Linked DNA regions of Gossypium arboreum: region 2 is linked to region 1. Evidence: chromatin contacts called from public Hi-C data. All regions are on one chromosome and are shown on one strand. The core of a region is the stretch at or near the end of the contact, and the rest is flanking DNA. Distances in the headings are between cores, read along the strand shown. Region 1 holds the start of LOC108489169 (DNA topoisomerase 6 subunit A). Region 2 has its middle 7.4 kb from the start of LOC128292023.

The links. Hi-C and Micro-C count contacts between places; a contact is called where the count stands out from the background.
Region 2: a Hi-C map of leaf shows a contact between it and region 1, with 4 times the contacts expected there. The contact joins the enhancer-like site here to the promoter of LOC108489169 in region 1. A contact is called at or near these places in 2 of 5 Hi-C or Micro-C datasets (both in leaf).

The regions. Positions count from the first base shown.
Region 1 is chr4:101,287,972-101,291,580 of ASM2569848v2, forward strand. LOC108489169 (DNA topoisomerase 6 subunit A) reads right to left here and starts at 1,411. Exons shown (of 1, transcript XM_017793493.2): 1 at 1-1,411. The coding sequence starts at 1,238.
Region 2 is chr4:101,506,730-101,510,301 of ASM2569848v2, forward strand. No RefSeq gene overlaps it. Among protein-coding and RNA genes, the nearest start is that of LOC128292023, 7.4 kb to the right of the region's middle. Within about 2 kb of position 2,067, at least 2 of the 2 cell types and tissues checked have an H3K27ac peak or open chromatin away from gene starts, as enhancers often do. A contact at or near this core is called in leaf, where this site is marked.

The DNA.
Region 1 (3,609 bases), core at 161-2,660:
TGCAACTTCAATGGCAAATAAACCTCAGACAAGTATTGAAACCCAAACGAACTCAATGCCTGAATCTCCGCCTTCTGCTTAGTCTTCACCATCAAATTCAACTCCTCAACCCACCCAGGGTTCTTCTTCACAAAATCTTCCTCCAATAAATCTTTCCCAGTCTTAATATCCTGTTCTGTCATTGGCAACCTACATTGCTCCGGTATCTTATACTTATCCAAATCACTTGGCCTTATCCCCAACCACTTGATATCCGGGGTAGTCAAATTTGCACTGTCATAAGACATGTTTTTCGATCCACACCCGTACACAGACAAAATTTTCAATCCATACGGATCACTATCAACCAGTGCCAACACTGGAAGCTTCAACTCCATCTTCATTTTCTTCAAAAACAACCTTGTAGCCACATCCGGCTGCCCTTTTGCAGTAACAATTATACAAGGAAACCGATTGTAAAACCGATCTTCAGCTAATCTAATATAAGCTGCATCTTTTTCTACCAACAGAATAAACAATGCATCGCTCTGCATATCTCCGACTCGATCAATGTTAGGAGGAATTGCTTTTCCTCCCATTCCCATTTTAGTACAATCGATCATATCTCCGTTGTCACTAAAAATAAGTCTCCCAACGACCACTCCTTTTTCCGCAGCGATTACGTTGAGACTGGACCGAGTGCAGCCAAGTATACAGGAAACGTCGTCCAGAACAGCGTCGGATTGAACCTGGTCTTGGAAGAGCTTAACGTCTGTGTAGAAAAGGTCACGCTTGGTGACGTGAATATTTTTGAGACAGAGTTGGTGGACTAAAGAGAGGATCTTGGCGGTTATAGTGGTTTTGCGTACAGAGGAGATGTGGGAGAAAGGGCGGACGGTGGATTTGTCTTTTAAGACGATGCGGTCAAGTTCGGGGACGTAGAGTTGGTTGGAGGAAGAACGGGAAGGGACGGTGAAGGAGAAGCCTTGGCCGGAGAGGATTTGGTGGGTGAGCTGGAGAACGAGGGATTCGATAGTGGATTGGACGGAGGAGAGTGAGAGGTCGGACACTTCCCGGCAGGTGGAGGAGAGGGCCAGGTCGGCTAGGGTTAAGGGTTTGGAAGTGGAAGAAGAGGAAGAGGAAGTGACGGATTTGAGGATTTGGAGGATCTGGGCATCCGATTTGAGAAGGTTCTTGAAAGGCTGGGATGCTGAATCGGAGTCAGAGTCGGCACGGCGGCGCTTCTTCTTGTCGGCCATGGAGATGGACTGTGGAGGGAAGATACTCAAGTAAAAGGCGGGAAATTGGGAAATGAGTGACAAAATAAATGCAAGGGCTAGCTAGTAGCTAGGGCTTGCTAGTCAGTTGTTTGTGAACGGAGAGAAGCGCATAAATTATGTAGTGTGGAGCTGGGAGTAAAAAACCTTCTGTATTTTCAATTTTAATATTTGAACAAATTTATCCCTCTAATAAAATCGAAGTAATTTATTTTTATTAATATTAAAAGTAAGTAATTAACGATAATTATTATGAAGTTAATGATTTACATTAATTATACATAATTTTAATTGATATAATAATAAATTTAACCTTTAATATTTATATATTTTATCAATTTGACCTTAGTTTTAAAAAATTTAATAAATTTAATCTTGATTTTTACTGATTACACAAATATTGCTTGTTAAATTTATTAAATCAAAATCAAATTAATAAAATATATAAACTTTGAGGATTTAATTTATTATTATATTAATTAAAATTATATAAAATAATGAAAAACATTAACCTCGTGATAAATTATCTTTAGTTGCTCACTTTAAAAAATGACAAAGATTAAATTGCTCTAAATTTTTTGAGAAAGACCAACTAAAAAGGTATTTTTACCGGAGTTGGGAGACTAAGTGTTCACGAAACGAGGCCGTTTTACCTTTGCAATGTAACTTGTGAATGTATAAAAAAGTTTCTTTCTTACATGGGCTGCTACTAAGACACTCCCATCTTGTTGCCCGACCTGCACAACATTCATGACCAAATTATTTAGAATAATTTTATATTCGAAAATCACGTCCCAATGTTTGGAATTGGATATAGAAGACATTAAGTTGCTAAGTGCTAGTACTTTATTTGGTAATTTTAGGTTTATAATGCCTTGTTAATGTGAATTTTTTATAATCATGATTTTGATCTATTTAATTTAAACTAAACTAAAATAATATTGTAATTGATAAATGATAATAATAATAATTATTATTATTAGTGAATGAGATGTTTCGATTCTTTAATATATTTTTCAAGTCACATCTTAACTATGTTGATTTATTATTATAAATTGAGCCAAATCAACATTTGGTATATTATATTATATTTTAAATTTTATTTTTTATAATAATTTTATTATTTATTTTATCATTTTGGACCATAACAAATAAAACATTTAATAATAACAATGCTTTATTTTCTTTTTATTATCATTTTAATTAAAAGAAAATCTCTAACTTATAGCTCCTCCTTGATTTCAGCTTATTTATTTGAAAAGAGAGATATTACACTAGTTAACTAGAGTAATACATTCATTTATCAATAAAATAAAATACTATAAGATTTAGCTTTTATGCAACAATAACAAAACTTCTATGAGAATAATTTAGTAAAATGTGCTTTTAGGTAATTTTACATTTAAGTCAATCAAATAACAAAATCTTACATTCTAATCAACTAAACCAAGTAGGGTAATGTAGCATAGCCGATAACGTAGAAAGTAATCTTACATTTTGGTAATCCTATTATTAGATGTAATATTACATTTTGTGAATTAAATGTCCCATTAGTATAATTTGTGCTTATTAAAGCGATAGTTCAGTCTAAAATATAAATGTCAACTTTTATCTAATCTTATTTATATTTGTAAATGATTGAGCTAAATCCTTTTAAGTTTCTTCATCATATTTTTAAATTCTTTTACAATTTTTTAAATTTATATTTAATAATTTAATATGTTTTTCCTTTTATTAAAATTTTAAAATAAACAACCTCACACTTTTTAATATTTACATAATAGTTTATAGATATTTGTTATTAAGTTTTAATATAAATAACTCAATATATAAAATAAAATAAAATAATTTATTACCCAATTAGAAAATAGACCAATCCAAGACGAGTTAGGGCTTTGATTATTGAAATTTAAGTCTAATTCATTTTTTAAATATTAATATTTCTTGTTAAAATACAATCCGTACATTTGATACTATGAAATGGAATAAAATTATAATGAAATACTATTATGTGATAATAGAATAGAATAGATTTACAATAAAATAAAATGAGTATAACATTAGTTTGGTTGGGTTGAATAGAATCGGCATATTATTTAATCAGAAAAATAATATTGTAAAACAGGCAAGAAATATACTGAAATTGACACTTTTACCCTTAGCTTAAAATTAATGTTTTAATTACATTAATTTTTGGTGGAATTATTTATATTATTAATATCTTATAAAACTTTAAAACTTTATATTTATCAATAAAATAATTATAATTTTTAATTTTATAATTATAATAAATATAATATTTTTATGTAAAATAGCATTATCATTTTTGAATGAAATAAATAATATTTATTGA
Region 2 (3,572 bases), core at 817-3,316, 220 kb after region 1:
CCTTAAACTAAGACCCATCAGCTGCTTCACCAATGTGGCAAGTTAACTGGCCACATCAGCTAGTTAACTTGCCACATCAGCAGTCCCGTTAAAACACTAACGGAAACTATTAATCAGTGACTATTTTGTCACTTTTTTATAACGTTAGTGATTGTTTTGTCATTTTTCAAAAGTTGTTTTGTCATTTTTCAAAAGTTGAGTGACTGAAATGAAACTTAGGTGACTGTTTTGTTAACTACCCTAAAGTTGAGTGACTGTTGGTGTAATTTACCCTTTTAATTATATAGTTATAGATTCAATTTCTACTCATGAGAATAAAGTACATTTCATGACTAGCTTTATAGCTCTTCGAAAAAACACTCGTTGTGAGGAAATTAATTATTACTATCAGCGGTGGATAATCTAATAAAGTCAAAAGAAAAAGAATACTTCTTAGTTGAAACCCATTTCATATGGTGTGTCGAATTCATATGTTAGGAAAATTAAACAATATTTTTTTATAATTTGTTTATTTGTAAATTTTGTTAAAATCAAATAACAATAATTATAATAATAAACTTATTTGGAAGTTATACTTTTTTAATTAAGAATAGATTTGAAAAATCAAAAGCTTAACGTTATTATTAAGGATTAAATCATTTATCCTTAGTGCTAAAGTTGCCTATCATTTGATGTACATAGTTTTGATTTGAACTTGTTTTAAAGGTCTATAAACTTATGAAATTGATTCAATTTACTCTCCTAATCCTAAGAAAAATTTATTTCCACTTTCAAAGGATAATTTTTCTATGAAGATGTTATGACCGAACTAAGAGGAAAAGAATCTATTAGAGTAGTAAACCAGGAAGAAGGCCAATCAGGACCCAAGAGAAGCACACAGCTGCGAAAGGTGCCTCAAAAATACTCTGAATTTTTCACTTGTCCACATCAACAGAAGAATGACGGCTTGAGGTGAATATAAAATGATAGGGAAATGGGAAATTAATTATGCTCATATCAATTTTAATCAACATTTTGTTTTCCCATCTCCTTCTCTATGCGAATAAGTTGTCATTTGGTTACTGTTATCATCCTTTTTGTTGGAATATACTAAATATTGTTCCATTTGCATTTTGTTTTCCTTGGATATTTCCTATTCCTTGATGCAGAACACCCCATTTACAACATTGGTGATTTCATTAACCATCGACAAATATGGAGGATGGTACTCGACTCAAGCTCCTTAATGAAAACATTAAATTTGTTTAAGAAGCACAATCATTGCTTCACAAGGAGGTCAATTCTCTAAACATGATCATCGCCTCTAACCAAAAAATGCTCCAAGAAATATTGGCCCGCCTTTCGACAGTACCACCCTCCTCTCCTAACTCCTCTTTCAAAGTTGGGTAGTGTCCACCACCACCTCCACATGGCCTGAATCTTTTGGGAACTCACAAATCGACTCTGATTCAGTTTGCGTGTCTTTCGGCTCGAATCCTGACCAATGGGTTTTACAGGCAAATCGTTATTTTGCCTTTACAATATCCATGAGCAGTACCGCTTCAAAATTGTTTCTTTTTATCTCGACGATGTTGCCACCAAATGGTATGACTAGATGTATCACAGCAAACAGTTTTCGAGATAGACACAATTCACAAAGGCTATCATCAAATGGTTTCAATCACAAGATCTCGAAACAACAGTGGGTCAACTAGCAAAGCTCCAGTAGACTTCCACCATGACAGATTACCGAACCCATTTTGAGGCAATCACAAATTAGACCATGTACTTACCTCATTTAATCTTGGTCCATTATTTTATCTTAGACCTCTAATCGAATATTAAGACTATTGTTCTGGTCCATAAATCAACAAAAATAGAAAAGGCTATTAGGGTAGCCCAATTGCATGACCAACAAATTACGATGGAAAAGGGCTCATTTAAGCCTACCTTCGGTAACAACAGGCTTATTCTGCCTAACCTGAAAATCCTACCATCTTCTCTTGCTTATCCCATACCAGCGGCTGCAGCACAAAATCTTACCATCCTTTCAAGCGGTGCTAAAGTTCCTTTTCAACATCTCTCTCTTATCGAGGCCGTCCAACACCGTTCCCAAGGACTCTACTACCACTACGACAAAAAGTATTCTTGGGATCATAAGTGTAAGTCCAAAACTCAATTGCTTATCTTCGAGGATGATTGTGTAACACCCAGTTTTGTAAAGCCTTGAGCTAGGCGGGTAACCCGAAAGTAGGTTGAGTGATGAAGTCCTATTCGCCCAATTGATGCTTTCAGCGTATTGGTTGGGTGCATAGTTGACGATAGAGTATTATACAAGGATTATTCTCTACATGTGTTGAATTGTAAAGAAAAAGAGATTGGTAAGAATAATAAAGAGTTTTGGTTGAATTGGGTTATCGCCAAAGGTATTGTATGTCCATTTTATTGGGTTCTCAAGTTAGTTATATACTAACGAGGTAGTTAGATGGAACAAATTATAAATTCAATGGTGATAGTTTGTGACACATGTCAGGTTCCAATAAGGGCTTAGGTTAGATATTTAGATATTAGGGTTAGAAAAAGAGGAAGTTTTACTTCTTCCTTCTTCAAGAAATATTGTTACCTGAAACTTTAAAAAGTTACAATGTAACAACTCGTTTTCAGTGACATCAAAATAGTAGTTTTTGGACCACAACTCTGAAGAGTAAATTATTATTTTATTATTATTTTAGTGGCTATAGAATTTAGTAAGGTCGTATTAAAATTTTGTTAAGAAATTTTGATGTTTGCTTGATTAATTAAGTAAAAAGGACTAAATCGTAAAAGGTGAAAAAGTGAAGTTCTATTAGTTAAAAGGGCTAAATGACTATGGAAATGAAAGTAAAAGGACTTAAATGGTAATTAGACTATTTGATAAGTTAATGGATAATTATGGATTAGGTTTTATTGAAATTTTAATAGTTTTTAAAGGGCAAAAAGGTAAATTGGTAAATAAAACCAAAATAAAAAAAAAAGAAGAAAAGGATATCATCTTTCCATTCTTCTTCTTCTTAACTGAATACTCCATTGATGAAGAATGAAATCTTTGTTTTGAATCTTACTTGCATGGTATGTAATTTTTCCCTGTTTTAATGATTTTTATGTTTTTGTAATCGTTTTAACTTAGTCTAGCTAGCCCGGGGGTCAATTTGTAAAACCTGTTAAAGGTTGAGGGTTATGCCACGAATGTTTTTGAATGGATTTTGATGTTAAATGATAGATTATGGATTTTTTATGAGAAATAAACAAGTTTTGTAAATTGATTTTTAATGACATTTGTATTTAGGGTTTAGTTTATGAAAGTAGTAAAAATTCATGTTAAAATTTATGAAATGATGATTTATTTGGGTTGGTATAAGTCCTTAAAGAATTTGGTTAACCTATGAGAGGGATTAAAATGTTTAGATTTCAAATTATGAGTTTAAAGACAAAATTGTGAAAAGTTAAAATATTAGGGCAAAATGATAATTTTGCATAAATATGATATGTGGATTAAATTGAGTACTAGAAGTATTAAATTTATTGAAATTGTCTGTTTAGATCAAGATAAATCA